Regions from separate parts of the Mus musculus genome. Here regions 2, 3 and 4 are each linked to region 1. A link is a contact called in public HiChIP or PLAC-seq and promoter capture Hi-C data. All regions are on one chromosome and are shown on one strand. Each heading gives the region's core, a stretch centred on a gene start, on an enhancer-like site or on the middle of the called end of the contact. The rest is flanking DNA. Distances are from core to core; before and after follow the strand shown. Region 1 holds the start of Hap1 (huntingtin-associated protein 1). Region 2 holds the start of Vps25 (vacuolar protein sorting 25). Region 3 holds the start of Krt23 (keratin 23). Region 4 holds the start of Mlx (MAX-like protein X).

Evidence for each region. Promoter capture Hi-C pulls out the DNA fragments that hold promoters and counts their contacts. HiChIP or PLAC-seq counts read pairs in DNA pulled down with a chosen protein or histone mark.
Region 2: a promoter capture Hi-C map of liver shows a contact between it and region 1, with 3 times the contacts expected there. The contact joins the promoter of Vps25 here to the promoter of Hap1 in region 1. A contact is called at or near these places in 2 of 39 promoter capture datasets (liver and pre-B cells), 1 of 115 datasets of contacts at active chromatin or transcription factors (pancreatic cancer cells) and 1 of 9 other capture datasets (pancreatic islet).
Region 3: an H3K27ac HiChIP or PLAC-seq map of extraembryonic endoderm stem cells shows a contact between it and region 1, with 9 times the contacts expected there. The contact joins the promoter of Krt23 here to the promoter of Hap1 in region 1. A contact is called at or near these places in 3 of 39 promoter capture datasets (cranial neural crest, hippocampal neurons and liver) and 2 of 115 datasets of contacts at active chromatin or transcription factors (extraembryonic endoderm stem cells and pancreatic cancer cells).
Region 4: a contact with region 1 is called in a FOXA1 HiChIP or PLAC-seq map of pancreatic cancer cells. The contact joins the promoter of Mlx here to the promoter of Hap1 in region 1. A contact is called at or near these places in 2 of 39 promoter capture datasets (embryonic stem cells and hippocampal neurons), 1 of 484 Hi-C or Micro-C datasets (embryonic stem cells), 2 of 115 datasets of contacts at active chromatin or transcription factors (large pre-B cells and pancreatic cancer cells) and 2 of 9 other capture datasets (adipose tissue and liver).

The regions. Positions count from the first base shown.
Region 1 is chr11:100,353,272-100,358,331 of GRCm38.p6, reverse strand. It overlaps Hap1 (huntingtin-associated protein 1), which reads left to right and starts at 2,191. Exons shown (of 13, transcript NM_177981.2): 1 at 2,191-2,642; 2 at 3,584-3,660; 3 at 3,970-4,086; 4 at 4,197-4,375; 5 at 4,545-4,644; 6 at 4,722-4,788. The coding sequence starts at 2,255.
Region 2 is chr11:101,251,567-101,256,626 of GRCm38.p6, reverse strand. It overlaps Vps25 (vacuolar protein sorting 25), which reads right to left and starts at 2,920. Exons shown (of 6, transcript NM_026776.5): 1 at 2,820-2,920; 2 at 2,451-2,596; 3 at 1,631-1,684; 4 at 530-618. The coding sequence starts at 2,872.
Region 3 is chr11:99,490,225-99,495,284 of GRCm38.p6, reverse strand. Krt23 (keratin 23) reads left to right here and starts at 2,165. Exons shown (of 8, transcript NM_033373.2): 1 at 2,165-2,616. The coding sequence starts at 2,221.
Region 4 is chr11:101,084,934-101,089,993 of GRCm38.p6, reverse strand. It overlaps Mlx (MAX-like protein X), which reads right to left and starts at 2,704. Exons shown (of 8, transcript NM_001159385.1): 1 at 2,627-2,704; 2 at 2,204-2,240; 3 at 1,669-1,758; 4 at 1,290-1,396; 5 at 962-1,061; 6 at 676-775; 7 at 125-326. The coding sequence starts at 2,668. Coasy (Coenzyme A synthase) reads right to left here. Exons shown (of 10, transcript NM_001305982.1): 5 at 4,797-4,986; 6 at 4,648-4,712; 7 at 4,374-4,458; 8 at 4,107-4,204; 9 at 3,850-3,996; 10 at 3,375-3,746. The coding sequence ends at 3,684.

The DNA of each region.
Region 1 (5,060 bases), core at 942-3,441:
AGTACATGTACACCTCTGGCCAGAAGCTAGAATGTACCTGGACCCAGGATGGTGTAAGACAGGTGTGTGGGACGTGTGTTGGGGTATAGGGAGAGGCTGGCTAGCACAACAATCTGAGAAGAAGGGAGGAACACTCTGCTTGCAAAATAGACCATTGGTACAGAATGCGAACATTTGAAAAGCACTTAATGCTGGGCGGTGGTGGTGCACGCCTTTGATCCCAGCACTTGGAAGGCAGAGGCAGGCAGATTTCTGAGCTTGAGGCCAGCCTGGTCTACAAAATGAGTTCCAGGACAGCCAGGGCTATACAGAGAAACCCTGTCTCAAAAAACTAAAAAAAGAAAAAAAGAAAAAAGAAAAAGAAAAAGAGAAAGAAAAAGAAAAAGAAAAAAAAGAACTTAAGGTTTTCTTTTAGAGGTCTGGTCTTGCTCTGTAACCTTGGCTGCCTGGAACTAGCTATGTTTGAGGGGTATTTAAAAGGCAAATTCAAGCTGGGTGTGACTTGTAATTCCAGCTCAAGAAAGTCTGAAGCAAGAGAATTGAGGCCAGCCTAGGCAACATAGTGAATTTTAAGCTAGCCTGGACTACAGAGTGAGACCCTCTTTCAAAAGCAAAACAAAATTGGGGCGTGTTGGGGATTGGAGAGATGGCTCAGTGGGTGAGAACATAGGCTGCTCTTTCAGGGTTCTGCTCCCAGTTCACAGCCATCTGTAATTCCAGGTCCAGGGGATCCGATGCCCTCTTCTGGCCTCTGTGGAAAACAGGCATGGTAGTGGTGCCCAGATATACAAGCAAGCAAAACACTCATATGCACAAATAAAACTGTATGTCTGTGTGTGTGTATACATACATACATACATACATACATGTGTGTGCGCATGTGTAAACTGTCTCGGTCTGCGTGTAAACATAAAGGCTTGTGTTTGGATCCCTAGCATCCACATGAAGGTCTGGTATGGTGGCACCTGTCTGTAAACCCCGGGGCTGAGGGGTAGGGTGGAGTTAAGTGGATGTCTTGGGGAATCGCTGGCCAGACAGTCTAGTCAAAGTGCTGAACTCCAGATTCAGTGAGGAACCTTGTCTCAAAAAATAAGGTGGCAAGGGACGGACAACAACTGATGTTGACATGGACACCTTCATACACCAGATATAAAAAATAAATAAATAAATATTTTAAAAAACGTAAAGTCAATAGCCTTGTCCACTGGAGGATGGTGGAGAATGGAGAACATCAAGAACGATTTTGAGACTTGAGTCCATGAGTCATCCATCTCCCTTTAGCCTGTCTCCCAGTCTAAAAGCACAGAAATGGCTACTGCCCTCCCTAGCTCCCACCCCTTAAACCAGTTCATTCAGGACTGAGAGCCAGCTTCCAAAGTAGCCATTTTTCTGGGGAGCATACGTCCGTCCATGAGCTGAAGAGCACGGGTAAAGTCGTGGAGACCGACATCGATCAGTTCAGACCCTGGGATAACGGATGTTTTGGTGTGTGTGTGTGTGTGTGTGTGTGTGTGTGTGTGTGTGTGTACACGGGGATCTTGAAGAGTCGTCACAGCGAAACATTTAAGCAGGATCCCCTCCGAAGATGTTCTTTTTGGAATGTTTGAAGAACAGAACAGGTGCTTGCTTGGACTGTAGGGCTTGAGAATTAGGGTTGGAAATAAAGAACGAGTGAACGCACTAAGATGGAAGACGTCCAGGGGCGAGCGCGAGAGTGAGAGGGACCTGTGGATGACACGCAACACGTTGAAAGCCATACCGGAGTTTGGATTTCTCGCTTAGTCTACCTGGGAAGGCACAGGCGTACTGCCTCGATTCTCAGGTCACCTCGGTCTGTACACAATGTTGGGTAGGGCAACACAGAAAGCCCCTGGAAGCTGGGGTGGCGGGAGCGCGCGCGGGGGGCTGAAGGGGGGGTTGTTTCTAGGCAGAAGCTACGGGTCCCTCTACTCAAGTCCAGGGAAGCGGCGGCTTTGGACAGAACCATTCTCAGAAGATGGAAGGGAAGAGAAATCCATCACCGTGGACTCGACCCCACGGAATAAGCTAGGCACTAGTTCATCTCTTTCTTTCTTCTTCTTTTATTTACTTCCTATCTCGTCACCACTGGCTGCTTTCTTGCAGGATCCTGAGTCCTCGGCACCACTAACTGATCAACGGTCACCCCTAGCGCCACGCGTGGTACAGCCCAGTGGAGCCCGCTCCGAGCACAGGTTATAAAGCCCCGGCTGCGGCAGCGGACTGCGGAGTCAAGATGCGCCCGAAAGAGCAGGTGCAGAGCGGTGCGGGAGACGGGACAGGGTCGGGGGACCCAGCAGCAGGCACCCCCACGACCCAGCCTGCAGTTGGTCCCGCTCCGGAGCCCTCGGCGGAGCCCAAACCTGCTCCAGCGCAGGGAACCGGGTCCGGACAAAAATCAGGATCCCGAACCAAGACAGGAAGCTTTTGTCGGTCCATGATCATTGGTGATTCGGACGCACCATGGACCCGCTACGTATTCCAGGGGCCTTACGGTCCCCGGGCCACTGGCCTGGGCACTGGAAAGGCCGAGGGAATCTGGAAGACACCAGCCGCGTACATCGGCCGGAGGCCCGGCGTGTCCGGCCCTGAGCGTGCGGCGTTTATTCGAGAGCTGCAGGAAGGTAAACTGAGTCTCGGGGATCCCGCATTGGGCACTATTTGGGCATCTCCAGGTAGGAGGGGGTGCACCGACTCAGGCGCCCCGCCCCCTTGTGGCTCTTAGTTCCACCTTTCCACCACCCCCGCGAGACCACAGTCTGCGGTGCCGGTTTGGTTTCTCTTTCCCCATCTCCCCCCCCCCCTTTTCCGGTTTCCCGATTATTGTGGGTGCGTCAGGTCCAGAGCTCTCTCGCGCTCTCCGCCCGCCTCTTCGCGCCTGTTGCTGTGGCAGATCTGCGCACTCTCAGTGCCCCCTCCCCGTCTACCGCAGTGCCAGCAGAGGGGCGGGGGCTGCGGGTGCGCTTTGAGCCTGCGCTAGCCCGCAGGAACCAGCCTGCGTGGGTGGGTAGAGGTGTGTGTGTAGGGGAGCCTTTGACCACTACTTGTCCTCAGGGGGTCTGGGTCGTACTTTTCCGAAGCTGGAATGAAGAGGGAGGAGTGGGCGGGGCACTGGGCTTCTGTCCCTCCTCTTCTGGGCGGGGGCAATTTTAGGCTCAGGTGCCCGCTTCTGGGTGCTGAAGAAGTCTACTTGGCCCTCCTGTGACAAGCAACAGGTTTAGGATGGGTGACTGCATTTGTTTTTATGATCGAGGAGACTCCAGTGATGGCTAAGATGCCGATTGGGGGTGGGCATGATGAGCCCAGTATTTTCCCTGACTTCTTATCTCGAGGGGCCCAGAGACCCAGGGGTCTTGAGAGTCCAGTTCCTGAGCCCAGAGGATGGTTTTGCCTTTACAGCATCCAGGCCCCTCCTGAGAAAGCAGGAGTGGGGAGATCCGGAGCTGTGGAGAGGGTGTTAGGGCCAGATGGAGTGCAGTCTCACAATCTTTGTTGTGAGGGGTGTAGTGGTCTATGGGCAGCCTCGGCTCCTTTCCCTGACCCACTTGGGCCTTTCCTCCTGCAGCGTTGTGTCCTAATCCACCACCCACGAAGAAGATCACCGAAGATGATGTCAAAGTGATGTTGTATTTGCTGGAAGAGGTGGGTACCGCCTTCCTCACTCAGGCCAGCCCTCATTTTAACTCTGCCCTACAGGACTTCGGGCTTTTGTCTGTTTTCTTCTTGCCTGGGAGCCAACTTGAAGGCCCCTTTCCTGGAAGGCAAGTAGATTACAGAGGACCAATCTGGACTGATCTTATCAGACCCAGGAGATGGTTAATAGTCTTTGGTACTTGGATGACTGGGTGCTGGAGAGATAGTCTTCTTGTGACCTAGCCCTGGTTTCTCCCTCCTGTTTGGGAGGTCCCGGAAACTTCGAAGGAATTGGAATGGTTGGCTCTTCTTTTGCAGAAAGAACGGGACCTGAACACAGCCGCCCGGATCGGCCAGTCCCTGGTGAAACAGAACAGTGTCTTGATGGAGGAGAATAATAAGCTGGAAACCATGCTGGGCTCAGCCAGGGAGGAGGTATCTGGGTTCCTAAGGACCAGGGAGAGTTCCGTGTGTCCCCTCCCCAGACTAGCACCCGTTCTGCCCCCTTGTGCTCATCTTTCCGTGGCTTCTCTCCCCTGCCCTAGATTTTACATCTCCGGAAGCAGGTGAACCTGCGAGATGACCTTCTTCAGCTCTACTCAGACTCTGATGACGATGATGATGAGGAAGACGAGGAAGACGAGGAAGAGGGCGAAGAGGAGGAACGAGAAGGACAGAGGGATCAAGACCAGCAGCACGACCACCCCTATGGTGCCCCCAAGCCGTACGTGTTCGGCCTTTGTGCCCGGGATCATCCGTTCTCTGAGCCTCAGTTGCTCGTTTATAAATGGGCATGGGCCTGCTGACACTGTCATTGCTGGGGAAGCCTTGGGGACTGGGATCCTCCAGCCCTTACAGTCTGACTCTCATCATCGCCCTCCCCCCCCTGCCAGACACCCTAAGGCTGAGACAGCGCACCGCTGCCCACAGCTGGAAACCCTGCAGCAGAAGCTCAGGCTTCTGGAGGAAGAGAACGACCACCTGCGAGAGGAGGTGAGGACAGTGAGGAGGGCGCGCCCTTGGGCAGGGGATGGTGACAGCCTCACCCCTTCCTTTTTCCCTTCCTCCAGGCCTCCCACCTTGACAACCTGGAGGACGAAGAGCAGATGCTCATTCTGGAATGTGTGGAGCAGTTCTGTACGTGTGACACCGTTAATTCAGAGGAGGGCACTGTCCCAAGAGATGAGAGGATGAGCTAAGGGTTTGGAGCCTGGAGAGCAGAGCTGAGGTCCTGGCTCTGGGACTTGGCCGCTGTGGTAGCCCAGACAGATTCCTTGGTTTCCCTGAACCTTCATCTTTAGAATGAGGACTGATAGCCACGGCCTGCTCCTCATCTTCTCAGGGTTTTGAGAACCATTGTTGAGCGTGGTGGAAGCTCACCTGGAACCTCAGCACTCAGGAGTCAGAGA
Region 2 (5,060 bases), core at 1,671-4,170, 900 kb before region 1:
CTTCAGGAATGGGCGGTGTGTATTTGTTATATTTAGGCTGTTGACGCTCCCTCCCCTCCTCCTCTCCTGGGAATGTTTGGAGCTGGTGGTGAGTAGGACTTTGAGGGACAGAGGATTCTGTCCTCACACCCACACTGGTTCAGAAGGTGCATTCATGGAGACAACGCCATGGACGCACAGTGGGAGAGGGAACCCAGGTTTTTTTTTTTTTTTCTCTCCCTTCCTTTCCCCATTTATCTCCTGTGGCCAGAGGCTCCAGCCAACAATAGCACTCAAGGTTCCCAGTGTTGCATTCTCTAAACATGGCCTCACGTAGCCTCTGGCCTCTGACAGCCAAAGAAAGAGAGATTTTGTGCAGGAGAGGCATTGCATCACAGAAGGATGGTTGCCAGCGAGGCCCATGCTTCCTCTCTCGCCCACTCCCCACTTTGCCAGGTCTGCATCTAAGGATGCCAGCTATCTGTTGGGCACAGGCAACAAGTCTTCTTTGCCATGGGTCACTGCCTAGGGCTTAGCAGGGTGGCCTCACCCATTGGTAAATGAGTTTCCCCCATTCTTCTGGCCTCCGCCACATGATCAGGAAGCTAGACTTATTCTTATCCAACCACTCGAGGTTCCCTGTAAAACAGATACTTATGAGAGCATCGTGCTCTAAAAAAGGCACAGAGGCAAATACCAACACCCGGCAGAGGGGACGAGCCTCTGCTTTCAGAACAAGAGATACAATAGTATTTTTACTATTCTTACTTATAAGGCATCCTGTTCTTCTTAGTCTATCTTTCTTAGGCCAGAGAGGAAATTTAATTCTGTACACTAACAGGGGGTGGGGGTGGGGATGGCAGGAGGTGGGGGGTGGGGGGAGAACTAGGCCATCTCAGAATACTTGAGGCTTCAGGCTGAGAGAGACAAAAAAGAAAAAAAAAAAAAAAAGGTCACTAAAAGGAAGAGTTGCCCTGTTGTACCCTCAGGGGAAAAAAAATCCCAAGTAAGAAGAAAAAAAGTAGGGGAGGGGCCGGATAGATGGCTCAGTGGTTAACACTGACTGTTTTTCCAGAGGACCCGGCTTCAATTCCCAGCACCCACATGGTAGCTTACAACTGTCTGTAACTCTAGTTCCAGGGGATCTGACACCTTCATACAGACATATAAGAAGGCAAATACCACAGGACATGTGAAAAACAGTATTTAAAAAACAAAACAAGCTGGGCGTGGTGGCGCATGCCTTTAATCCCAGCAGAGGAGGCAGAGGCAGGCGGATTTCTGAGTTCGAGGCCAGCCTGGTCTACAAAGTGAGCTCCAGGACAGCCAGGGCTATACAGAGAAACCCTGTCTCGAAAAACCAAAAAAAAAAAAAAAAAAAAAAAAAAAAAAAAAACCAAACCAAACCAAACCAAACAAAACCAGGGGGCCTGAAGAGATGGCTCAGTGGTTAAGAGCATTGACTGCTCTTCCACAGGTCCTGAGTTCAATTCCCAGCAACCACATGGTGGCTCACAACCATCTGTAATGAGATCTGATGCCCTCTTCTGGTGTGTCTTAAGAGAGCAATGGTGTACTCATATACATGAAATAAATAAATATATCTTTAAACAGACAAACAAACCAACAGGTATCTGAGAACTGAACCCACCTTTCTTTCTCAGTTCTTCTAATACAATCTGAATTGACTCCACAGGAAGTTTCCCTGGCTTAAGGTTAAGGGAATGGCCTACATGTAAATTAGGTTAAATAAAACATTTTCGGAGTTCGGCCCACGATAAAGAATGATCTAGCCCCCTCCTTTCCCTGCCATACATACATGCAATTTTTGAAGAAGATATGTTTGCATTTCCTCAATATTCTGGAAAAGGAGGTAAAAAGAAACTTCCAGTTAGAAGGAAGAACTAGCAAAGTGTGTTACAGGCCTGTAATACCAGCTCTTATGGGATGGACACAGGAGAATCACCAGTCCAAGGCTGGGCTGGGCTATAGAGATCAGGTCTCAAATAAAAGGCAAGAGTTTTAGAAAATAAAGGGTGTTACCCTTTACTTCATTCTCTGTGCCTTTTTCTCCACAAATTTTACCTATGAATCAGAGAGCAAAAATAAATGACCCTCACTTCCTGGGAGAGGTGGGGCAAGTCAAAAAAATTATTAAAGATGGTTTGGGATTTGAGGCTCACAGAGAGGAGATTCAAATAGTTTTAAAGGGTCCAGTGTGTAAAGCTTGGGACTTAAAGACCCCAGCACTCATTAACTAGGGTAAAGGGAGCTTGCACTGCCTGCAAAAGTGCATATAAAATGATTATCTGCCATTTAGTTTTGCTGTTTCCCAAGTCCAGGTTGAATAGAAGCCTGCCTACTGTGGGTAAAGGGAGGTGGGGAGATGCAGTCTGGGCATGTAGAAAAGTGTGGGAGTGCGTGTGTGTGGGGGCTGGGGGTGGGCTATGGAAGAGCCTGAGGGAGGATACGCTGTAGCTTGACGTTGTTGAAAAGCGGGCTCTCCTGGGCTTCCATCACCGTCATGCTGGACTGTTTGTGCAGGCGGCAGAAGGACAGAACCAGAGAGCACCAGGCGGCCAGCTGCTTCTGCCGGGTGTCCACGTTCGGCTGTAACCTGCCGGGCGAAGGGAGCAGGACGAGGAATTAAAGCGTGGAAGAGGGCGGCAGCAGCACCAGCCTAGCAGCACGTTAGGGGGAGACAGTGACGGGCTGGCTGGACAGGAAGGCGGCCGGCAGCTCCCGTCTCCCCCGGAACCCCAAGTGAATCATCAGGGCTGAGCCCTGGGCCCCGGGGACGGGAGGGAGCTACACTGGGCTTCTCAGGGTCTGAGCCTCACGTAAAGAAGGGCGGGAAGCGGTACTGCCACGGCCACTCGAAACTCATCGCCATCGTAGTAGCCCAGAAAACCCGGAACCGACAAGGGGCTTCCGGTCTCCGCCTCAGCATGTCCGGGCTGACAGCACAGCAGAAAGGTTCCGGACTCCTCTCGGGAGGCGCCGCAGTGGGATGGGAACGGTTCTTGTCACCAATCTGCTGCTGTCTAAAGAAAAACTTCAACATGAAGCGCAGGAGTTCTGGGTCTTGTCGCTTAAACAGAGGGAAACGGGGGCGGGGGGGGGGGGGGGGGACGACGACACGTAGTTTCCCTCTGCAAATTGCGAGGTCAGCCGAACGCAAGTTAGAATCCACATCTGGAGGCTTCACCTTCGTGTCGGTTGCCAATTTAAACTCATGATGCCGAAATTTCCTGCATTCCCACCCAGGTTGACTTCACTCTTAAATTTCCTGTAGGATCATGGGAGCATATTGTGTGGTTTGCATCGCTATACGCGATTTTCAAAGAATCAAAACTTATTGCTTTTTTCAAAGAATCAAAACTAACGTTTAGCTCTTAACCTCTTCCTTTCTAGACCCCAGACTTGGAATCCCTTTGGCTTCATCTGACTCATACCCAGCCTACACTAGTCAGATCTGTCCCTTTGCCTGCCTAAACTACGGGTCAGTTCCCAAACCAGAATTACTGTTTCCATTCTCCCAACAGTACTTCCACTGCTGAGCTGTGGAAAATTGCTGAAGACCAACCAGAACATGTTTACTGAGTCCCGGGCTCGCTGACTAATCTCACTACTGGACTCTCAGGGGAGCCTTGTTGGATCTAGAAATACAAGTTTGGGAGTCTTCTGACCTGACATGCAATATGAACCCATTTAAGGGATAAGAGCACTAAACAAAAGGTGTATTGAAAAGAAGGCTGACCTTGGGCTGCTAGGAGATGCTCACCTTTAAAGAGCGAGAAGAAGCTGGGCTGTTTTCATTGATTCCCTGTTATCCTCATTCAAAATAGTCCGCCTGTGTCTATCTTTCTGTTCCCTGAAGAATTATTGTGAGAATCCCTTAATCTCTCTCTGTCACAATGTTTAATTCATAGCTCCAAAGCTCCTCCCCATTTTTTCTTCCTTTGCCTTTTGAACTCAAAACTGCCATTCTTCCTTTACAAGTAACGTGTTGCCTCAATTTTTCAATTTCTTTCCGGATATCACTATCATCATGCCTCCCTCCCTTTCTGTGTAGCTCACTTTATTTCTATTTAAAAGTAATGTTAGGGCTGGTGAGATGGCTCAGCAGGTAAAGAGCACTGACTGCTCTTCTGAAGGTCCTGAGTTCAAATCCCAGCAGCCACATGGTGGCTCACAATCACTCGTAATGAGATCTGACGCCCTCTTCTGGTGTGTCTGAAGACAGCTACAGTGTACTCATATACATACATAAACAAATAAATCTTAAAAGAAAAAAAAAATGTTAGCTGAGCACACCTTTATCCCAGAGCTCAGCCTTTAATCCCACTGCCTCAACCTTCTGAGAACTGAGATTACATGTGTGTGCTGTGTCCATGGTCTGTTTTTTTTAAAGATATATCTATTTTAGATATGTGAGTACACTGTAGTTGTCTTCAGACACACCAGAAGAGGGCATCAGATCCCATTACAGATGGTTTTGAGCCACCATGTGGTTGCTGGGAATTAAACTCAGGACCTCTGGAAGAGCACTCAGTGCTCTTAACTGCTAAGCCATCTCTCTAGACCCACCTTCTTTCTTTTTAAAGAAGGTATTAATTTCTTTTTATTTATATGTATATATGCATTTATGCAAGTGCTCCTGGAGACAAGAAGAGGATTCCCTGGAGCTGGAATTACAGGTGATTGTGAGTTGCCTGACATGGCTATTTAAATGGAATAGAACTTTGGTCCTTTGTAAGAGCAGTGACTGATCTTAATCTATGAGCTATCTTTTCAGCCCCCTACATTTTCCCCCCTTAGGTCAGTTCTGAAGGTCAAAGTCTGACTTATCTCTAACACCTCTCTCTCCTTTACCCCCTCATGACGGATGGTCCTATAGATTCCCTTCATTGATTTTAATCATAACTCCTACTTATAATTAGGTTTGCCTCCCCGCTCATCAGTTTGGCTAAGTCTTGATTTTCTCACTCCTGGATACCTTTGTCGATGTTGTTTGAGACAGGATCTCACTATGTCAACCTGGCTACACAGATCAGGGTGGCCTCAAACTCAGAGATCCA
Region 3 (5,060 bases), core at 916-3,415, 860 kb after region 1:
TGTGATCAGTAGTGAGATGGTCTGACCAGGCTTGGCTGGTAGAGGTCTTGCCTACTGTGTAAAACGCTCTGAGACTTTACTCCCAGAACTACATAAAGAACATCCGATGTGTGCCTATAACACTCAAGAGGCAGAAACAGGAGAATCATAAGTTCAAGGCCCTCCGCAGCTACACAGCAAGTTGAAGGTCAGCCCCAGCTACATGAGACTCTGCCTCAAGTATGGAAAGAGTAATAACGATCCTCACTAAGCACAGAAACTCCTGGACCCTGTGGTGGTTCTGGCTTCTGCAGCAGAGCAGAGATACCAAGTGGCCCATTCTGTAGGAAGACCTTGGATCTAGATGAGGTCATGCCCTGCTGGCAGGGCACCAAATTCATTCCAGAGAATTCAGAAAATGATTATTGAAGGAAACAACCTTCAAACCTATCTTTGCAAGGAAGAGACAAAGTCTTGTACTCAACTACACTGCACATGCAAATAGCCTCGAATCACTCACCTCTGCGAACCCCTGGTCCTTTATCAGCAAAGTGTATTATAACTGGGCAGTGTTTGCCTACCCCTGGTTATAGGCTCCATTCTCAGTAGCCCCCTACACACACACACACACACACACACACACACACACACACAACCCAATAGTTGTTATAAGGATTAAACAATGTCTAGGAGGCAGAGAAGGTCCATTACCATTATGGAAGAAGTACCATTATGGTCCTGTACAGGACCTCTTTGTGACTGATAGCAGTGCTATGTGGCTTCCCTAACTCAGTTCATCCTCCCCATATCCCATACAGGCCTCATTTTCCCTGATCTGTGCAGTTGGTGGCATTGAAGAGTGACACCAAAGTCTCTTCTGATAACTGACATTTTATTTTTTGTTTCGTATGTATGTGTGCCTCATGTTTGTGAGCATGGGGGTGGGAGAGGATGAGCACACCAGAAAGCAGCAAAGGTCACTGGGTGTCCTCCTCTGTCACCTTCTACCTTATTCCACTGAGACAGAGTCTCTCCTTAAACCAGGAGTTACACTGGTGGGCTCCAAGCCCCAGAGACCCTCCTGTCTCTGCACTCACACCAACAACGGAAAGGTGTAATAGCAACACCACACATAGACTCTGGGGATACACATAGACTGTGTGCATGGCTGGCCCAGCAAGGACCCTGACCCTCTGAACTATCTCCATAGACCCTGACAGCTTATTTCTACGTCATCTTTAAATGGAGTCACCAGTAACCAGCACAGAGCCCTTGCCCCAAACTACATCATTATTCACTCTCAACCTCTGCCTTGGCAGAAAGTTAAGATGCATCACACATGTCAGACCACCACGACGGGCTTCCTGTTTTCATAGCCCCTGCTGTAGATCGCATACAGGTCAATGGTCCGGGGACTCAACCAAAAAAAACAGAGACTGCCCAGGGCTACTGGTCAAATAGCAAAGCCATCTTTTCCTCCCTGGAGCCCAGGGACATCCCAGGCACAGGCTGGCTTGTTTGGTTTTGAGGTGTGCTGGGATCAAAGGCATCCTGGAAGCGGAAGGCCAGTCATTCATTAATTAATTACGACTGTAATTGAGGGTTTGTTCTGAAGAGTGATTCCTTTGAAATTACTTTCCATCAAACGGCAGCAGACACAAAGGAATCAGATATTCAGAGCCCTCTCTGTTTCCTTCCGCACGGGAGCAGATTTCCTCCAGGACTTGAGATTCTGGTTTGTTCTGGTTCTAACCTTGTAAGTCTTTCTTATCCTGGTGTAAGAGGGTTTATCTGGAGCACTGTGTGTGTGAGAGAGATTAATGGTTGGTTTTTTTTAAAAGAAAAGCTATACCACACCAGTCTTACTGTGGACTTTAATCTGACCTTTTTTGGGCGAATGTACATTGGAAATTTTCCACTGCGAGATTAGAAAGACATCTGAGATCTGCTACCCACCTGGTGGCCTGGGCCACGCCTCCGGGTTACCACTGGGAGGGAGGTGGTAACTGGCATATTCACGTGGTTCTAAACAACAACAGCAGAGTGTGTTGGCCCAGGGGCACCTCCGGATTGACCAAGAGGAAACACACATTGCACAATGATAGGATCTTGTCGGTACAGTTGTCAGAGAAGGAAACTCCCACAGCAAAGGGCATAAAACCATCTCAAGCAGTCTGAGGCAGTTCAGTCCTGTGAGCGTCAGAGAGCTGAGATAGCCCTGCTCCATACACAGATGGGACCATGAACTCCAGCCACAGCTTTAACCAGACCTACTCGGCCTCTGTCCACAGCCTCGGAAGCACCCGGGGGCGGCAGGGGAGCTGCCATCGGGCACCGAGTGTCCATGGAGGCGCAGGGGGTGTCCGCATCTCCCTTTCCTTCACCACGCCAGGCTGCCTGCCTCCTGGAGGATCATGGGGGTCTGGAAGAAGCAGTCCCCTGCTAGGTGGCAATGGCAAGGCCACCATGCAGAATCTCAACGATCGCCTGGCCACATATCTGGAGAAGGTGCGGGCTCTAGAGGAGGCTAACTCGAAGCTGGAAACCCGTATACTAAGGTGGCATCAGGAGAGAGAACCCAGCCACAGAAAGGATTATTCCCAGTATGAGGAAAACATCAGCCGCCTGCAGGAGCAGGTAAGACACTGAGAGAGACCCTGTAGCTATGGTACTGCCATACCCAGAGAGGATAGAGGGAGGGGGAACCAGACTGTGTGCATGGCAGTTCCCAGGGCAAACAGCAAAAAGAACTCAGCTCAAGTACTGCTCACCCAAATCTTACTGCTATAGCTTAAGTATGGATGGATTCGGGGAAATCTGTTTATAAAAATAATTTCCTCTCTGCAAATGATGTAGAAACCAGACAGCAAACATTTCAGATTTACTATACACTATCTTTTAAACAGCAAAACTGCCTGGTTTTCTACACACTTTAAAACATGGGGGGGTGGGGCGGGGGGTGAACCAAATATGTGAGCCTTAGGAGTGTCAGACAGCCTGTCACCGTGCAAGTATCACGTAAGATCCAACGACATCACAGAAATGATAAGGCTGCTATGCAGGGTGCACCCTCGGTACACAAGGCCCAGGAGAGAATTTGCTTCCAAATCAGATCAGTTCTGCTCCACCTCAGAGGCCTGACGACAGTGTGACTCTCTATCAACAAAAGGCTGAGTTACGCTACTGTGTAGGTCATGCGGAAAAAGCTGTCTCTCCAGCAGCAGATAGATCGTGGACATCCCTGGATATTTTTCTAGGAACTGCTAAAAGATAAAGTGGGTCACACTTCTGATAAAGGCATATTGCTGGGGGTGGGGGGGTGAGAATAGTAAAATTGGGCATTTAAAAACTGGAGAGATGGGCTTCCCAAAGAATACCATGCTTCCCAGTCAAACACCTAAGATGCTCAGCTTCTACTTTCTGGGATGCCTGGATACAAGCAGAGGGGTGACAGTCATCTCACAGTTGTGTTCTTAAAGCTATAACCCTTCCCTTTGTATGAAGGAGCATGATTTAACCCCCGCACCCCCGGAAAGGCCATTGCAGGCTTCCAATATTAATACCATATTATTTCACAATGCTCAGCCATCTTTGCTTGAATGTAGGAAGGACCAATCAAGATAACATAAATCTGTCCTTGTAATGACCCCTAATTATTGAATAATCGGCCTAATAACCAAGTGCGTAATTGCCTTAACTACAGAGTGCGCGGTCGTCTCTGTGAAGAAAACAAGGTGACTCAACATCCTCACGCTGTTTTTTCGTTTCATGAAGTTGCTTTGGTTTTAGAATGGAGGGGAAAGATGATGTCTACAGATGGAAAGCTGGGAGCATGACTCCCAAAAGAAATACCAGATTACACCTGCTCCAACAGCAGGCAGTCCAACCAGAGAGAGAAGTAGGGAGAGGAAAGAAAGGGGAGGGAACAATTATTGAGCATTTCCTGTATGCCGTGCGGTGTGGAGGGTGTTAAATCTGTGCGAAGGGCTTTCTGCCACAACTGGACTCATCTATGTTATCTGACGTAATTCTTGCAACTCTGTTAGGAAACTAAAGTTCAAAACTGTGAAATAACCTCCAAGCCAGCAGCCAAGGGCAGGGTGGGACTTCCCCTCAGGTCTGTTTCAAATGATCCAACCTCCACCCTGCGTGATACCAACTCAATAGCCTCATACAAAGATGAAATGCATGTCTTAGTCCCATGGATCATGCGGCGGGTTGACAGAACAGCCCATGTCACACATAGTTCACAACGTTCAATTCTCACAGATCTGGGAGGCAAATATTTTTATCCCCAACTTCCAGACCAGGGGACTGAAACTGGATACTTCTTATACCTGCTTTTCTAAATTCTTTAGAATGGAATTGGGGGCGGGGACGGAGATAAGGAGTAGGTTCAACTATGAGTAAAGACAGCCAGCCCACTCTCAACAGGGGCAGACCTCTGGATTCTCGGGCCAAATAGGTCAAAGTTCATGTTTTTCTCGACTTGTACTTTGGATGTTTCATCTTCTCTGGTTTGGAAGAGTGTCACTCTTGGAGGTTGAGGTTCCTGTCATTCCTGTCATTCTGCCAGGTCCTAAGGGATTCCTCAGTCACCTGGGGCTGGTCTCTCCTCTGTCCTGATGAAGTACTCTGAATAAATAGACATTTTATCCTCATTTTGCAATGTTAAATGCTACTCAGAAAGTCTGTGAGAAACGTAGTTCAGAAATTAATCTAAACCTTTTGAAAACACAGAAATTGGACACAGCAATAGGAATATCGTTTCTAAAACTCCCTGATGATTCTTGGTATTTGACATTTGGAAGCATGGTCAAATTGTCTCCTGAGTGGGAGATTACATGCCTTGGGGCAATGATACTCTGCTAATGCATCAACTAGATTTTCATAGAATGAACTCAGGGCCTTGGGGAGAATCTAAGTGATTATTACAACACAGGGTTTAAAATATACGCCTCATATCTTGTTTCTCAATCCATCCGCATCCTTTTATGACTGTGAAGGATGTCTCGGAAACAGTGACTGCACCACAATATTACATTAAGCAAAGCCAAAGAGTGAGAAGAAGTTTTAAATGT
Region 4 (5,060 bases), core at 1,455-3,954, 730 kb before region 1:
CTTCACTGGGCTAGGCAGCAAAGACAGAGTATTAAGCTTTGTAGACAGAAACCCAAAGGCAGCTACACTTTTCCTGGAGTATGGTAAGAGAACCTCAGGCACCATGACCCCACCTGCCACATACCTGTGGCTCACAGTGTTCCTCAATCCAGCTGAAGACACAAGCTGAGAGCTCCTGGAAGCTGGCCACAGAGATAGAGGCGTTGAAAGACTGGAAGAGGGAGTCCATGATGCCTTGAAAGACGTTGAACTTGACCTGGTCAGAGACCTGGTCCTCTCCCTCATGAGGGTTGTCCTGATGTGCCTTCACGATTTGCTCATAGTTCCTGAAAGCATGCAAACAAACAGGGCTGAGGTGCTATGGCAGCTGTCTACCTGAAAAGTATGGAGGGATAATCCAGTTGGCCATGCCATAAGGGGATTCCTAGGCACCTGTGGGGATGCATTCGTTATCAGCTGGATAGACGAGCCTAAGTCAGAAACAGTGAGAAACTCTTACCTTGATGGGTATTTACGTCCTATATGTCTGTTATATGTACAAGACTGGTGGGCCAGTCAGCTGTGTCTTACAGTGACTTCCTTGCTGGGTCACCTACATGTGTTCTCCAACATAGCCTCTGAACAAGAGTGCACTTGACCTCAGCCCCCCAGCCCCCAATTCAGCACCCCTCTTACACTTTCATTATCTTCAAGGCTGTGACGTCCTTGCGCAGTGTGGATACTTCTTCCTCCTGCTTTTTCTTCTCCTTGTGTAAAAACTGGATGTAGTCAATGGCTGGAGTAGGAGCCAAGAGAAGGGTTGAGCACTGAGGAAGTCTGAACCAGGAAGAGGGCTTATTTTGTTTGCCCTTCCCCTATAAACCAACTTTTCCATTAAGGCGACCACACCTGGGTGCGACCAGGTCCTAGCCACTTCACAGACACTACTACCCCCCCTGCCCCACCCCTTGCCTGGACATACTCTTCTGTAGAACGATGGCTTTGCTGAGTTTTTGGGAGCCAATGGAGAAATCCTGCTGCTGGCAGGTAGGGACAATGGTCTGAAGGTCATCATAGCCTCTCTGGAAATAGCAGGGAAATGGGTTCCTTAGCTCAGGAACAGCAAAGGCTAGCGCACACTTTTGATACCAGTTCCATGCTCAGACTCAAAGCACAGAGGGCTGGAAGGAAGAGGTGCAGGCATAGAACCAGCCCAGCATCCCCACCCCACCCCACCCCTGCAGACATCTGGGGCTGAAGGGTCAGGGCAGGGTCCTTCCCTGCTGCCCTGGGTACAGGCTTCCAGTCACCTTAATAGCATCCCTTCTCTTCTGTTCAGCCTGAGTGTGCGCACGCCGCCTCCGGTCTTTGTAGGACTCCTTGTAGGACTCCTGCTGATAATCACTGTCCTCATCATCTAAACTCAGAGATGGAGGAAGGAGAGATCACTTTACAGTACACTAAATCCAATTCGCCCACCCTTCCCCAGTTGGAAGGACCTGGTGCCCAGAGATGTTGAATAGAAAGAACCTAGTTAATCTCTGATGAGGTGAAAGACAGTGAGCCTCGGGCTTGGCACTGTTCCTGCCACCCCCATATGGAGAGCGGAGCTCCCTATCTAGGAAAGATACTAAAATGATGGAAGAGCTAAGTCTCCCCAGGTGTGCGACGGGCTATGTTGCTGCCTACCTGTGTTGGGGACAGAAGAGGCACTGGTGGAGCCGATGCTATTAGCTCTGGACACTACACTCCCCTTGTGGGTGCTTTCTACAAAAAGCCCTGGAAAAAAGAGGCCTCAAGTCACTAAGGATTGGGGAACACTGCCATGCCTTCAGTCACCTATGGGCACAATGGCTTCAAATGCTGACCTCTCGCCATCAACTCCAAAGCCAGTCACCACAGGCCTTCCATTTCATGCTGAAATGCTCCTGTCCCAGGGTCTACACTGCCCAGAGGACTTATTTCTGGCTCACACAGGAGCATCTGGATGCAGTGACTATGACCAGCTGTCACTGTTTCCATCATTTCCCATTCTAATGCAGAGGAACCAGGTGTGACCATGGTTGCTTCCTGCCTATTCTCCAGCTCCACCCTCACTTCTCAAGCCAAGTCCTTGGCGCAGTGACAGTGGACTGTGCTCAGGTGTGGCTGGCAAGACCATAAGAATCTACAGAGCCGAACCAGGAGTCATTCCTGACCCGCAGACAATGGAGAAGGCACTCACCAGGATCCAGGCTGTTGTCACTGTAGGCATACTCGACCTGCAGCACCAAGCAAGGGAGAAGCCTGTCAAACCTCTGCCTCTAGGAAGGCACGCGCAATCCGCGAAAGCTCATACCACAGGTGCAGGGACCACTGAATGGTTAAGCCAAGCCTTGGCTGGGCCTAGGGGGGCGTCGCCCCCTCTGTATGCTCCTACCGTCCCCGCCCCATCTCCCAGCTATGACCCCCTCGTTCCCGCACACACGCCCGTTTGTCTCCCCACCTTGGCACAGGCCGGGTGAGAGCTGTCTTCTCTGCAGCCCCGGGCCCCGGACAGCAGGGGAGACTCTGGGGATAGTTGGGGAGCCCCGCGTCTTCCGGACCCCCTACGTGCACGAGCCCGACCCGCCCTCCCCTCGCCGGCGTGCGCGTCCGCGAAGCTTGCCTTGACCCAAGGGTCCTCCGGAGAGGCGCCCGGCTCCGTCATCGTGAACCTACCGAACCGGAAACAAGCCAGCGGACTGGCCCCCAACCTCCAGGAAGAGGCGAGGCTCAGTCACGTGATCCAACCCACCAATCCGCAATTGTAGTCGTGAGCGGTGTGATAGCGCTGCGCTTGCGCCGCTCCAGTTTTTAACTGAATGTTGGAGGAGGCTAAATCTGGCCAATTCGCTTTAATGTAGGCAATGTCAGCCCCTAAGGGTCCCCACTGGCCTCCGAATGAGAATCTTCAATGGTGGCGATTTTCTGTGCAATGGAGCACCTCCAAAAAGATTGTCAGAGGGGCTAGAAGTGTAATTAGTTTAGTGGTAGAACCCGAGTGAGAGTACTAGCATCTGTCTGAACAGTGTGACACCTTGTACGCACGCGCACAGCTGGTCCGCCTGGCAATTGCTGCTGGGTCAAGAATTTCTCCTACATCACATGATCTGATCTAAGGGGGCACAAAGCCACCTCCAGCATCGGTCTCCCAACACTCAGCAGGTGCAGGACGCTAAGTCTTATAAAAATGCCTTTTAAGTTAAGCTTACAGTAAAGTCTATAACATACTCAAAAGCACATAACTAGTCACTGATAGGTTACACTTTACAGCACTCCTTGACTTCCAGCTCAGACCTTGCCCCTGAATTTGGAGTCTAACGTTCCAAAGGTATCTAGAGTCACTGGAGAGGAAACAGAAAACCACACAAGCAGCACTTGGAAACATCTTTAATTCAGTTACTGGGTCCAGACTTCACCAAACCCATCAACACTAGGTAGACATCACATCCACCACCAAAAAGCGGACAGAACCTCAGAGCGGATCGCTCCCCATTAGCTGTGTCCTCATTGCTGGACAAATTCCAGCATGCTAGGCGGACTTCCAAGCTTCTCTGTGTCCTGCACAGCTTAGCTTAAAGCCCCTGAGGCCAGATAGAGGGTAAACATCAAGGCCCCCATTTCTCCTCACCATTAGATTTGTTAGTTTCAAGGGCCAGTTTGGCGCCATAGAAAATCCACTGTCAGTTCCTGGTCTGGTAAGCCTTAGGGAGGCGCTTCTGTAGAAGATTCCACGCCTTTTCCACCTTTGGCCAGGCCAGAATGATACAAGAAAAGGCAAGGTCAGAAAAGCTAACCATTGAACCTTCCCTCCCCACAACCTAACCTAGTCTTTCCCTTTGCACCAACCTGGCTCTGTGTGACATGTGACTCCCACAAGGTGCTCAGAACCACGTTGCTCTGCTCTACCAGCTGCTGGCCGCTCATCTGGCTCTGCAGCCGGCTCTGAGCGGCTGCCTCACTTAGTCCATCCCTCTCAACAATGCGTCGAACAGCCTGGGCAATGGATGACACACGGGTCAGGAAGGGTCCTAGCCCAGTCTACTGGATCAGAGCAGGAGACCGTCTGCAGTGGGCTCAGATGGGGTGCAGTGGGGTCCAGATACCTCAGTCTCAGGGATGACGACGGTCCACACCTCGTGTACCATACTCTGCCAGCCAGCTTCAAGCAGCATAGCAGCATCGATTACACACAGAGTTTTTCCTGTGAGGAGATACTAGTCACTGCCAGCAGCACCTTGCGCTTGCTGCCTGTCAGCGCACCAAATGCTGTCCTAGGTGGTGAATGGTCTGCCTGGGGCCAAGGAAGATCCCAGAGGGTGTTGCGGCTTAACTGTCCCACTTTGGCTGCTCCCGTCATCCCTCCCACTCACCCTTAGCCACAGCCACATCCATCTCCTCCCGGGCCAGCTTTGCGATAACTGGCCACACAATATCTGTGAGGATCTTCATCTGCTTCTGGGGAGGGGGACAGAGGGAGTGGGCAGAGGTTAACTTTCCTGAGAAATACAGCTGTGAGGTGGGGGGTGGGGGGGTGGGGGTTGGGGTGGGAGCAGATAAGCAGAGACTGACTTCCTGTGCCAGACTAGGGAGTGCACTGGTTCCCGCCCATGGATCTCAAGAACTCTTGAAGATGTGTGTGTTTACCTTGTTCCCAAACACCCGGCTGCCCAGGACCTTCCTATTGATGGTGCCATCTTTATGGAGAATATCTGGGTGACAAAGAAAGAAGGCTAAGCAAAGAGGTCACACCATCTTCTCACCTCAGGCCACTTCCAGCCTTCTCTGGCTAGTACCTGTTCCAAAGGCCTCCACCACAGGCTGGTAGGCAGGACCCCCAGGAGCATAGGCCCGATGGCCCAGATGGTCGCTGTCGATGATGTATGCTCCCAAGTTCTTCAGCCGCTGAGCTACCGAGCTTTTCCCAGAGCCACTGATGCCTGTGAGCCCGAGCACATAGAGACCTGACGGGAGCTCCGGCCTCTCCTAAAGACAGGTAAGAGGGAACCTCAGTGACCAGGGAGTTCAAAAGCCCAGCTTCCAGTGGAGGGCCTGTTTCT